3 separate regions of the Mus musculus genome follow, and regions 1 and 3 are each linked to region 2. A link is a contact called in public HiChIP or PLAC-seq and promoter capture Hi-C data. All regions are on one chromosome and are shown on one strand. Each heading gives the region's core, a stretch centred on a gene start, on an enhancer-like site or on the middle of the called end of the contact. The rest is flanking DNA. Distances are from core to core; before and after follow the strand shown.

Region 1 (4,356 bases), core at 249-2,748, 390 kb after region 2:
CAAACTGAAACATATAATCTATAGTATGGCATCATTAAACAGATCTATATTCTTAACTCGGCATAAGTCTCTTTATCTAGAAATTTAATAGGCTGCCATTAAATTTGACTAGCTAGCTGAATGTCTGGAACAGGGCTAGAGTTACAAGGTGGCTCTAGGCTTTGGTCTGGCTACCTCTGAAGATCATTTATTTCGAATCGGAATTTCCCAATCTCTTTCCTATTACCTCCATTCCAGCCTTTAATTTTTCAGTCTTTCCTTCTCTAAGTCTGCTTTATTTTCATCTCTCTTAAACAGGATATCTAAAATTGCCATCATTACTGAAAGTGTAATTATTTGTATGCTGATGATCGTATCAAAATTATATGGAATCCAGATGCCCTGTGTTGTTGTGTTTTCCATTTCTTAACACAGAATTTTTTTCTTTTTCAATCTCTAACTCTCTCCTTCCCAAAGAGATTTTATTTTATTAATTTTTAAATTATTTTTTTCTTTTCTTTCTTTAGCACTGAAGCATAATTCCAAATATTTTTTTTACCTGTTCAAGGGCTTCTGTCTGGGCTTAGATAGGTATCTTCCGCGTGTTGTCTCTGTTGAGCTGTTCGGCGGCTTGCACCTCCCACTGAGGGTAACCCTGTTCCAGACATTCAGCTCCCAGTCAAGCCCGCTGTTGGCCCCGCCCCAGCCCTTAAGCCCACAAGGAATAGTTGGACCCCCTGTTCAGCTCAGTCTAACAGTTTACTGGAAGAGCCGAGGCTTCTGGGCTTTGGAGTGCAGGGACCTGATCTGTTCGCTTTGCCAGTAGCTCACAGAGTGTGTAGGATGGGGTGCCTGCCTGTCCTGGGCCCACATGTGTAAGCCCCCGGGGCTGCTTGCTCAGACCTCTGTTAGCACCAAGACTCTCACTGGAGTAGTGTGGGCTGACTTCAGCCTTTCCACTGTTGAAGCTATGAGCAGAGACGAAGCCTGCCACGCAACATAGTCAGATTGTGCGTGTGGCTGTGCCTTGGGGATGGGGTGGGTGGTGGCTGTGGTGTGCTAAGTGTGGCTAAGTATGTGCATGCACCCCGAGTGGCCTGGCTCCCAGGTGTCTGTCTAAAGCTGCTCTGACCTTCTCTGCCCCGAGGCTCTGATAGTGGATCTGGTTTTTCTGCTCAGTGAGGGCTTCTTAAAGAAGCACTCGGCCTCTGGCGGTCTCCTGCTTCTTCCCTGCTCTTTGGCTAGGAAGCCGCCTTCACCCAGGACTTTCCCCAGGCTCTAAGCTTGGATTTTCTTCCGCACATTGAGCACCAAACGCAACTGTGGGTCTTTCTCTATGTCCACCTCAGTTCCCAAATAATGGCATAAAGGCTCATATTTACTTACAATACTTTTGGTCTTAGCTTAGGCTTGCTCCTAACTAGCTCGTAACTCCATTAGCCCATTTATACTAAGTTCTGCCTAGTTACCTCCTCGGTTACATACGTCCAACTTTCTCCGCATCACAGTAGCAAATCTCCCGCCCGTCTCTCTTTCCCAGAGTTCCCCTCTCTGTCCGGAAGTCCCACCTTACTATTCTTAGTCTGCCTTTTGCTATAGGCCATAGGCTTTTTATTTTAACCAATCGGAAGGTGCCTTAGGCAGGCAAGGAAGGACAGAGACACATCTTCACACAGTGTACAAAACAACACTCCAACAAGACAGGGTGGTGCATGCCTTTAATCCGGGCACTCCTGTGACAGAGGTAGGTGAATCTCTGTGAGTTGCCCGCCAACTTGGTCTACATAGCGAGATCTAGGACAGCCAGGATTATGAGGTGAGACCCTGTCTCATCCCATATCTTAAATAAGCCAGCCCCGCCACAAAACCTCTGACCTACAATGTGTCCTGCTTGCAAGATGTGCTGGGGTAATGGCGGTACTGAATTTGTGAGAGTAGAAAGCAATGTCTGATTTAACTTGAGGCTTACCTACTCCGTGAGCGGGCGGGCGCCCTTGCCTGACACTTCTTGGAAGGCCAGAAAATGGAAACTGAATAGTCCAGAGATCTAGAGTAGAACCAAACACGACTAGTCTTTTTTTAAAAAATGATTCCTAATGATATTTTACTGTGATTAGAGATTAGTGACTTGTCCCGTTGTCATCAGAGAGGCTTCCTCCAGCAGTACATGGGAGCAAATGCAGAGATCCACAGTTAAGACTTTATGTGGAGAGAGTCTAAACTGGAGTCCGCCGGAGCTCCGGAAATTCCATGTAAGAGGTGGCGGAAAGACCTTGGGAGTCAGAGGGGCTAAAGGACACCAGGAGAATATGACCCACCAAATCAACTAAGCAGGACACATATGGTTTACAGAAACTAAAGCAAGCACCGGACCTACAGAAATCTGTATCCGGTCCTCTGCATATATGTTGTGGCGGTTAGCTTGTTGTTCTTGTGGAACTCCTAACTGTGGGAGTGGGTGTGTCTTTGACACTTTGGACTGCACTTAGGACAATTTATTTTTCCCCTCTTAGGTTGCCTTGTCTAGACTCGGTTGAGGGCTTTTTCTTTGTCCTATGGTATTTTCTTTTTGTGTGTACAATTGGTTGTGGTCTCTTGGAAGCCTGCTCTTTTAAGAAGGGATGTTGAGGGGGAGTGGATCCAGAGGGGAGGGGAGTGGGGTAGATGGTAGGCATGGTGGGAAGAGAAATGTTGGTGGGATATAGTGTATGAGAGAAGAATCTATTTTTAATGAAAAGAAGAAGAACCCAACTCGCGGGATTAGTTCCGTCCAGATCCTCATTCTCTTTATAATCCTGCTACTTAATGCCTTCGGCCCTTGGCTTCCCTCTCTCCCTTCCTCCTGCTCTTCCCTCTCCTCCACTGCTCTCCTGAGTTCCCCCTCTCTCCGGGCTCCACTCTCTGGTTCTCATCTCCTCTCTGTTTTTCTCCTAGCCAGATCTAGTCTGCTGAACATGCTCGATCTGCTCTATTCTCTCTGCTCTGGGCTCTCACAGGTGCCCCTGGCTGTTTTCTCTCTCTCATATTTACAACAAGAAAAATCCCTGGTTGAGCATACCATGAGCAGTCATGTCTTCAGTTTATCCAGAAACCATGAGCACAGTTAACAGAAATTCTCTGATCACAGAAGAGAGAGTGGAGATGAGATTGAATGGCTCTCCTGGCACTAAAGGTTGCCGTTCTAGAAATGGAGCCTCCACAACAGAAGACTAGCAGAGAGATGAAAAGTCAGCCCCCTAACCACCTTTCTAGGTGACCATCTCACCCTACGCAGGTCCCCTCCCTTTCAATAGTTATGGTTTCCTTGGAAGATCAAGAACAAGGCATAAAGAATGGAGTCCTATCCACTCATTTAGTATTGCATTTTATTCTGATGTGAGGCAGACATGGGCACCACAGGACAAGGGGTATCCACAGTTCTTCAGAGAGGATAACTGAGATTCTATTATCTTTGCTGATGATCTGGATTGTCCTCTGAGGTTGAAACTTTCTAGGGAAGCTGGGGTCTCCTCGGTCAGAGGCATGAACTAGCTATGACACTTATCTTGGAGAACTCCTGTTGAAATGATCCTCCAGGATTGTCACTGGTGATGGGGACAATTGAAGTTTCCCAGTCCTGAAGCTGGTGCACATAGGTATTTGGAGGTACACTGAACCTGTCAAGAATTCTCAATTCTGAGGATTTAGGCCAAGCTGGAGGTGGGTGGAACCATCGCAGAGAGGACCTGAGAAAACCAAGAACGGATAAGCAACTCTTCCACAGTCTGGTTCTCTGCCTGTGAAATTCCATCTTCATTTCTGTTTTGAACACATCGAAGTCTACAGGGCTCCCAGTCAGGTCTGTCTAGAGACTAGCAAGCTCTTCCTGTGCGCGCAGGTAGAAGTGTGGAGAGTGGATGGTCTTGTCATTCTTGCCGCTGCTTAGGGAAGAAGAGTAGCTGTGCCTGTGGATGCCCCTCTCTAGGATAGAAGGTAAAAATATAAAAGAGCAAATCTGAAAAGTGTCTGTGCTGCCTGGAGTCCAGGATCCTGGGCACAGCCTCCCCATAAGGAGAAAACTAGGGGCCTCGCCTTGTTCTCTCATTGCATAGAGTGCTGTACAGATCCTTCAGGCTCAGCAGCAAGTGCAAACAGCTACTCTAGCTCTTCTGCAGGCCCTGTGATAGAGCTCCTGTGAAAGTGCTCTAGGCCTCCTTGTGATCTCCCACTCCTGCAGGGAGATTTCCCAGTGACTCCATCATCTGTCTGAAGGACCTGCAAGGGACAGAGAATTGTGATGAGAACAGTTGACTTTACAAATATGCTCACCTGACCATTTTCCAGAGACTCTTCTTCATACTACCCAGCCAGACTTTTCTGTATGAAAGTTTGGGAAAT
Region 2 (3,857 bases), core at 137-2,636:
AAAAATTGGCAGGGGCAGAAAATGGAAACACATCCACATCTGAGTCAGAAAGCAATTTATGCAAAGACAAGCTTCACTTACTGTGCCTCGGGCAGCCAGCAAATCCACAGCCATTTCCCTTCTTAGTTTTTCTGCCAAAGGAGAGCCGAGTGCTGACCAAATATGCCTGGGAAGAAAAAAAAAAAAAAGGTGTAGTAAGGAATTCTGGTACAAAGGGAAGGCTTGGAGCCAGGAGGGTAAAGCCACCCACAAAGGGGTCTGGAGAAGTGGCTGTGTGATTAAAAGCACTTCCCTTGTTCGCAAAGAAGTTTGATTATCAGCACCCACATTGGGCTATCCACAGCTACTTGTAACTACAGGGGATCCAACATCCTCTCTGGCTTCCTTAGGTACTGTGTGCTCATGGGCACAGACACACAAACAGACACAAACATACACACATGAAAATAAATTAAGTTTTAAAACCCACCCATAATGGTACCAAATGACAGGAACACTGACAAAGCCAACCTGCCAAAACTACATCCCTTCTGTATATTAATCACTCTTCTTCTTTCTTACACTGATCCCTCCACACCCACCTACAGACCCTTTAGCACCTTGTACAAGATTCGTGGCAATGTCAAAAGGTTGGGCAGGACTGATTTAAAGTACAAAGGATAATGTGTCCAAGCTCTCTGCAAATGCTGTGTCTGTCTACCGCAAGAACTTAAGTGTTGGCTGTTTGGGAATTCCTGGAACCAGTCCTCTGTGCAGCAGAGGTGGGGCTGTGCTGTCGACGTGGCTGAGGTGGACAGCCAGGAGGTTCACAGCCTGCCCAAAGTGACAAGACAGCAAGCATCACAAATGGGAAGGAAATTCTGCTTTCAGTCTAAGGCTCCGATCAAGACTCAGAGAACTCTCGGGCCACAATGTGCCTTGGTTTCTTCTTCTGCACCATAGGCACAATGAAGGGCCAAGGGGCCTGTAACTTGCTATTAGATGCGCTAATTCATTAAGTTAGATTAGACTGCTAGGTATCGGCTGTTGATTTTATGATCTGCATAGCTAAGATGCTACAGAAGATGCACAGGCCTCTGGATCCGCAGTTTGGTCCCAGCCACGCTTCGTGGAGGGCCAAACCCGCAGAAAGATCCCCGAGCCTGAGGCCGCAGAGCAGTCGCCAGGCCGCGCCGGGCTCGCCGGGAAGCCCACCGCCCGCTACGCCCCGGTCGCCCCTCTTCACCCCACTCACGGACGCCGGCGCTCGCTCCCACCACTCTCAGCACGAGCAGTCTCGAGGATGTCGGCCCCAGACGCTCTCTCCTAGCACAGTCAGGATCACCTCCACCAGGAGCCCCCCAAAACGCCGCGAGCAGCCCCGCCACCGGGAGAAGCCCCAGAGAACTACTACTCCCGGCATGCCTGAGGTCTTTTCTGACTACACCTCCCAGAAGGCACCGGGGCCAGGCGCGTTCTGAAAGCTGAGTCGGGTCGTGTTGCACTGCAAATCCAGCAAGCCTGTCCCTGCTCTCTCAGTCAGTCCCTCAGACTTGTTTGCTAGGAGGGTGAAGTGATGTGACAGGACAAAAGTGGAATTTAGGGTTTAGGAGCGAGGTACCCATAGGTACCAGGCCAGCCTGACTGACTACATGTGGACAGCCAGGACTACATAGCGAGACTAAAACCAAAAAAAGTAAAACAAAACAAAACTCTAGGAGAACCCTAGCCCACATCACTAATCATTGTAGTTTATTTTTTTTACATTTTTTATTAGGTATTTAGCTCATTTACATTTCCAATGCTATACCAAAAGTCCCCCATACCCACCCACCCCCACTCCCCTACCCACCCACTCCCCCTTTTTGGCCCTGGCGTTCCCCCGTACTGGGGCATATAAAGTTTGCGTGTCCAATGGGCCTCTCTTTCCAGTGATGGCCAACTAGGCCATCTTTTGATACATATGCAGCTAGAGTCAAGAGCTCCGGGGTACTGGTTAGTTCATAATGTTGTTCCACATATAGGGTTGCAGATCCCTTTAGCTCCTTGGGTACTTTCTCTAGCTCCTCCATTGGGAGCCCTGTGATCCATCCATTATCTGACTGTGAGCATCCACTTCTGTGTTTGCTAGGCCCCGGCATAGTCTCACAAGAGACAGCTACATCTGGGTCCTTTCGATAAAATCTTGCTAGTATATGCAATGGTGTCAGCGTTTGGATGCTGATTATGGGGTGGATCCCTGGATATGGCAGTCTCTACATGGTCCATCCTTTCATCTCAGCTCCAAACTTTGTCTTTGTAACTCCTTCCATGGGTGTTTTGTTCCCAATTCTAAGGGGGGGCATAGTGTCCACGCCCCAACTGGTAAGAAGGACACATGCTCCACTATGTTCATAGCAGCCTTATTTATAATAGCCAGAAGCTGGAAAGAACCCAGATGCCCCTCAACAGAGGAATGGATACAGAAAATGTGGTACATCTACACAATGGAGTACTACTCAGCTATTAAAAAGAATGAATTTATGAAATTCCTAGCCAAATGGATGGACCTGGAGGGCATCATCCTGAGTGAGGTAACACATTCATAAAGGAACTCACACAATATGTACTCACTGATAAGTGGATATTAGCCCCAAACCTAGGATACCCAAGATATAAGATACAATTTGCTAAACACATTGTAGTTTATTTTTACTGTATACAATACACAGAAAACAATGTGACATGGGCCTTGATGTGCATCCCAGGATGGCTTCAGAAAGCAGGAGGATTAAAAAATAAAAGTAATTGATTGAATGCCTTTTGATTTTTTTTTTTTAAATCCAGCTAGCTGCTGAATCCTAAAATCAATTTCCATTTGGTTGGGACAGCAATGGACCTTCAGAGATCCTGCCTACCTCTAACCTCTAGGGTTTCGTTGTTTTGTTTTGTTTGTTTGTTTAAAAGAAAAACATAACCTTAACTCTCTCAAGTTTATATTTCTGATCTGGGAAGTCAGCCTAAAGAACAACAAAAACTCAGCAGTGAAGGTGTTTAAATAGCCCTTCATTGCTAAACCGAGGCTCTCTCAGAAGCCACAGTCTGTTGAGTGAAAAAAAAATCCCAGTTTCAGGTATGTGTTGCCTCTATCAGTATCACTGGCCATAGAGGCCCTCTTACCCTACAAAAGCAATTGTTTCTGGTTTTGTTGTTGTTTTTGTTTGTTTCCAGAACTAAATGAGAGTTCCTGTTGCTGGAGATGTCACGTTCTTTCGTTGCAGGAGCATGGAGAATTCAGGCTTGGCCTGAGCTGGAAGATATCTCCATGTGCTAGCTCATTGTCAAAGTGCTCAAAAGCAGCTGTGCAGGCTCCTGGGGTAGAGCCGATGCCAATATTCTTGTTCAGCTACGAACATAGTATGGGTACAGCCAGGATTGTCCATTTTCATTTAAAGCCTGTTTCACTGGAGAAAACTTCTATTTTCCAGGGCAAAACCTGTGGCTGGGGAGATCCTAGTCCCCAGTAAGGGAAACTACTGCTGTTATTTTGTTTAATAGGTACTACATACCTTCGAACCATTTGAGATTATGGGAATAGAAAACCGCAGCTATTAACATTGGTTGTGGGAGAAAACTTTTTTTTTAAGTGTGTATACTCTCATATGAGTTTAGATGTCCATGAAAGCCAAAAGCTTTCATGCCCTGGAGCTGAAGTTACAGCAAGTTAGAAATCACCCAACATGAGTGCTGGGAATTGAACCAGGGCCTTTCGCAAGAGTGGTACTATAACCTGACTTTTGGCTTCTTTGTGCGTTCTTTTTTTCTCTTACCTTCCCCACCCTTATCCCCTCCAAACCCCCAACACTAGGTAGGAGAGAAAGGATAGAGGGAGAGGGGGT
Region 3 (4,040 bases), core at 697-3,196, 370 kb before region 2:
ATAAATTTTTTTTTGAGAAACGCTCTCCTGTAGTCCAGGCTGGCCTTGAACTTGCTCTGTAACTGGGCATGACCTTGAGCTTCTTCTGATCCTCCTGCCTCCGCCTCCTGAGTGCTGGGATTCCAGGCATGTGTTTTTGGGCTTTGTTTTATGCAGTGCTGAGGATCGGAACCCAGAGTTTTGTGCGTGTAACTTAACTCTACCAACTGAGCTAGCCCTAGCCCATCGAGTGTTTCTTCATGCACTTGCATATGAATGTGTTTCGGCATACCTGCCTTAAAAAGGTGGCGTGCCATACCTTTACCAATGTATGCTGGAGCTCACTAGCTGACTGGCAGATCTGAATACCTCACTATTGTGGATGGTTACACTATGGTTAGCAAGTAGTGGGGGTTTCAAATGTCTGCCATTCCAGCAAATGGCCCAGAGAATAAACTTGCGTATCTGCCATTTGTCTGTGTGGATTTGTCTTTATAGATTTGATTTCAGTAGTGGGACTGCTGCATCTCAGGGCGTTTGCATCCCTTATCTTGCAGACTTTGCTGGCTGTCCCTCTGTTGGGGTTTATATCATCCCATCTTCTCCCATCAATGACTGAGAGTCTCTTTGGCAAGAATATTTCTAATTCTTCCTTGTTTTCTAGCTATCAAGTCCTACGCCCTCACACCTTTCCCTTGCGACATGGGGTTTGCTTCAGGGTATTATCAAAGCTTCTATTTACGCAAGTCACACTGAGATGTCCTGTTAGACTTGATTTATGGTATTTTGAATGAGGAAGCTTTATTTAATGTTGTTTTTTGAGACAGGATCTCATGTTGCTGAGGCTGGCCTCCAACTCACTATATGGCAGAAGCTGGCCTCTAGCTCCTACTCCTTCTGTCTCTGTCTCCCGAGTGTCTGGCTGGAATGAAGAATCTTGAAGGGAGCCCAGACTGTTTAAAGAATGATGGACAGGCAAGCCGGTGGGGATTCAGGTTCAAGCTGTTGGTGATTGGGAGGGTTCAGGATCAGGGACAGATTGTGAAGAACTTGGGCTGTCATTCACCGAGTGTATTTCGTGTCTGAGTGTGCACGCAGATGTGCTGTGAGAAAAGGTCTCACTATGCAGCCTCCGACTATCCCAGAACCATGAAGACCAGGTTTCACTTGTTCTCATATACAAGTGAGTTTCCGGGTGCTGGGATTTGAGGTGCTGCTGTGCTTTGTCTCCCACCGCCTGGGTCCCCATTGAGGAGGAAGAGGAGGAGGAGGAGGAGGAGGAGGAGGAGGAGGAGCAAGAGGAGGAGCAGGAGCAAGAGGAGGAAGAGGAGGAGGGAGATAGTTACCAGGAGGATTTCATTCCTGGAACCTGTGCAGGGCATGGAAGAGAGGACCGATATTCTAACTTTTAATTCTTAACTTCCTGCTGGGTGCTGTGGAGAGATCGCTATTTGGCCTATTTAGCAATCGTGTTTTCCATGAAGGGGCGGGGTGTGTGGTGGGGGTGAAACTTCGCAATTCAGTTTCCAGGCTGGAAAGGTTGGGAGGCCACTTTCCCACTTTGTCCCTTCGGAGCAGTCCTTATCATTGTTATTCAAATGCGTCGTAACTGAGACAGATTACAGGGCTGCTGGTGCCTCAGAGCCTCCCAAGCAAGAGATCTGACTTTCCACTTTCCAAGGGGAGGAAGTCATTAGTGGGGCTGTCTTGTCCAAGACGCCAGGAGGAGGAGGAGGTGTCAGCCTGGAGCAGAGAAGGCTTAGCTAGTTTAGTTTTTTGTTTTGTCTTTTCTACCCACCCTGTGGCCTTGCCAAACCCGGTTGTCTGGCTTCTGGAGGGTGTGAGCGGCAGGAGATGCTATGTGCGGTTTCCATGGCAGTAGGCCGCTGGGGACATGTGGGGATGCACAGCCAGGTGGCTGGCGCAGGCTCACCTGCTCGGCTCCTGGCAGCCGCGGTAACGAGGAGGCCTAGGCTCCCCTTTCCGCTTTTCTTTAGTTCCTGGAGCTCTGGTTACTGTCTTTATGAGTCTGAGCTCTGTGTGAGAGAACTTTAAAAAGTTCCATGTGACTTTATCTGGGGAGCGGACCGAATGGCAGCGATTCAGAAGGCAAGGATGGAAAAGTACCAGAGGCAAGGCTGGCGTAAAAGGCAGAGGTGCCTACAAAAAGGAGGCGTTCCACAGTCAGGCTCCCCAGCACAGAGAGGCTCGCCCCCACCCCGCGTCCCCAGGGTTCTCTTCGCAGTGCCCTTGACACTAGCAGGCGCAATTCAAGGGCTGGCCATCAGCGTTTGAGTCAATGTTTGATCTCTTTATTTAAGGAACTCACGAAGATGTTGACGACTCCCTGAAGTCCAACAATATCAGTTTAATCACTGCCCAATATTTTTTTTTTTTTTTTTTTTTTTTTTTTTTTTAGTGAGGACTCTTTTTATTCAAGGATCACTAGGAATTCGGGGGGTGGGGTGGTGGTGGTGGTGGTGGCGAGGGAGTTCAGATTTCAAACAGATAAAGATGTAAAAGTTAGGTCCAAGTCTACAGTGTGCTTTTCTAGCAAGTTCTTGCTGTTTGCAGGCAGCAAGCAGGCTTGTGTCTGCTCTTTGTAATCCGGTGGTACCGGAACATCTTGTATGGGCCTGGGCCCTCAGGGTCGGTTCTGGCAGACAGCAGGCTTTCTCTATCTACAGTGGTAATGCTTGGGAAAAAAATCCCATGACCAAGATTGATGGAAAGGCTTGGGGTCAGGGACTTGGACTGTGGATCAGAAAATGAAGATGCACGGCGTGGACCCCGACCAACACGGCCGCGAAGGCAGGGGTGGATGGGACATCTAGAATGTGGGGCCAGAACAGAACTGCCCGAAATCTTGAAGAAGTAGTCCCAAAGCCATGTTTTTCTTGGACACAGAAAGAATCAACAGAGTAGAACATGTTTTAGTCTCAAAGTGTACGACCACACACTGTTAGATCCCAGCCCCTCTTGCTGTCCTAGACTCTCCCAGAAATCAGGCCACACCTCCTTGCAGTTTCTTAACTATGATGCTCCAGCTTCTGACCAGAAGCCTCTCCCTCTTTCTCTCTTCAAGGCTACCTCCTGTTGCCTCTGGTATGTTGCTATATTTCTTAATGCTCTTCCATCCAACTGCCGATCAGCACCCTGACTCTGGCTCATTCTAAAGGGTAATTTCATATCCTTTCCATGACACCAATAAGCTGGCTGAAGGTTCTTTTTGTTTTACCTAGATAGAAGTTGGTAGGCAAGAAACTCTATAAAAGCTGGTTTGGGGATAAAGGGTGTATAGCTCATTTGGTAGGGGGCTTTCCTACCGCATGGGTCCTAAGTTTAATCCCAGGGTCTCATAAATCCACAGGGATGGTGCATACTTATAACCCAATACTTGGGAAGGAAAAGCAGGAGGATCAGAAGTTCAAGGTTATCTTCAGTTTGAGGCCAAAACAAAGGAAGGAACAAACAAAGCTAGCCTCTAGCAGCTTTCTTGTTCTTTAGTGTTTGAAGCGAAGTACAGTGGTGGGAAGGCAAAAGCAGTTGACAAGTAGCCCTTCTACAGTCTTCCTGCAGGGCTTGATATCTAAACCTTGGTCCTTGACAGCCACCAGTATCTCATCTCTTAGCCTGGGACCAATCAGGCCCTTGCTCCTTAGTATTAGTGACAGTGGCCTTTCCACCACAGAAGTGGCTCCCTGGCCAAGGTGGACATGATTCACCCAGGCTCGTGACTGAAGAAGTCTGGTACAAGCTGCTTGACAGCATTTTGACTGAGTTGTGTTTTCACGGGCCACACAGTCAGTGCAGTCTCATTATGGTTGCCTCAGGGTATCTGGTTTGTTCCAGATGGTCAGGCTGGCATGGGGTAGTTGTTTGACCCATGGTACTTTTCTCTAGGCAGCTCAGCAGCAAGGGAGAGTCCCACAGCTGCTAATTAGAGTTGGATTGCCTAATCCCAAACATATTTGTCTGTTTATAGGAAAACCAGTATCAGAAAGAACACTTATAATAAAGTTGAAGAACTTACCAATGCCAACAGTGATTTCGACAGATTT

The links. Promoter capture Hi-C pulls out the DNA fragments that hold promoters and counts their contacts. HiChIP or PLAC-seq counts read pairs in DNA pulled down with a chosen protein or histone mark.
Region 1: a contact with region 2 is called in a promoter capture Hi-C map of embryonic stem cells, with 3 times the contacts expected there. The contact joins the promoter of Platr20 here to the promoter of Zfp354c in region 2. A contact is called at or near these places in 5 of 39 promoter capture datasets (embryonic stem cells, hippocampal neurons, liver and 1 more) and 2 of 115 datasets of contacts at active chromatin or transcription factors (both in embryonic stem cells).
Region 3: a contact with region 2 is called in an H3K27ac HiChIP or PLAC-seq map of embryonic stem cells, with 5 read pairs. The contact joins the enhancer-like site here to the promoter of Zfp354c in region 2. A contact is called at or near these places in 5 of 39 promoter capture datasets (the 3T3-L1 cell line, cranial neural crest, embryonic stem cells and 1 more), 1 of 15 datasets of contacts at CTCF or cohesin (the NIH/3T3 cell line), 1 of 484 Hi-C or Micro-C datasets (cerebral cortex) and 9 of 115 datasets of contacts at active chromatin or transcription factors (the NIH/3T3 cell line, craniofacial prominence, embryonic forebrain and 5 more).

What each region holds. Positions count from the first base shown.
Region 1 is chr11:51,218,920-51,223,275 of GRCm38.p6, forward strand. It overlaps Platr20 (pluripotency associated transcript 20), which reads right to left and starts at 1,499. Exons shown (of 5, transcript NR_110444.1): 1 at 1,449-1,499; 2 at 539-634. It overlaps Gm12569 (predicted gene 12569), which reads left to right and starts at 1,652. Exons shown (of 6, transcript NM_001378502.1): 1 at 1,652-1,723.
Region 2 is chr11:50,826,345-50,830,201 of GRCm38.p6, forward strand. Zfp354c (zinc finger protein 354C) reads right to left here and starts at 1,387. Exons shown (of 5, transcript NM_013922.4): 1 at 1,235-1,387; 2 at 82-166. The coding sequence starts at 114. It also overlaps a transcript of Zfp879 not described here.
Region 3 is chr11:50,455,680-50,459,719 of GRCm38.p6, forward strand. No RefSeq gene overlaps it. Among named protein-coding and RNA genes, the nearest start is that of Rufy1, 27 kb to the left of the region's middle. Within about 2 kb of position 1,947, at least 60 of the 459 cell types and tissues checked have an H3K27ac peak or open chromatin away from gene starts, as enhancers often do. A contact at or near this core is called in cerebral cortex, craniofacial prominence, embryonic limb bud and 2 more, where this site is marked.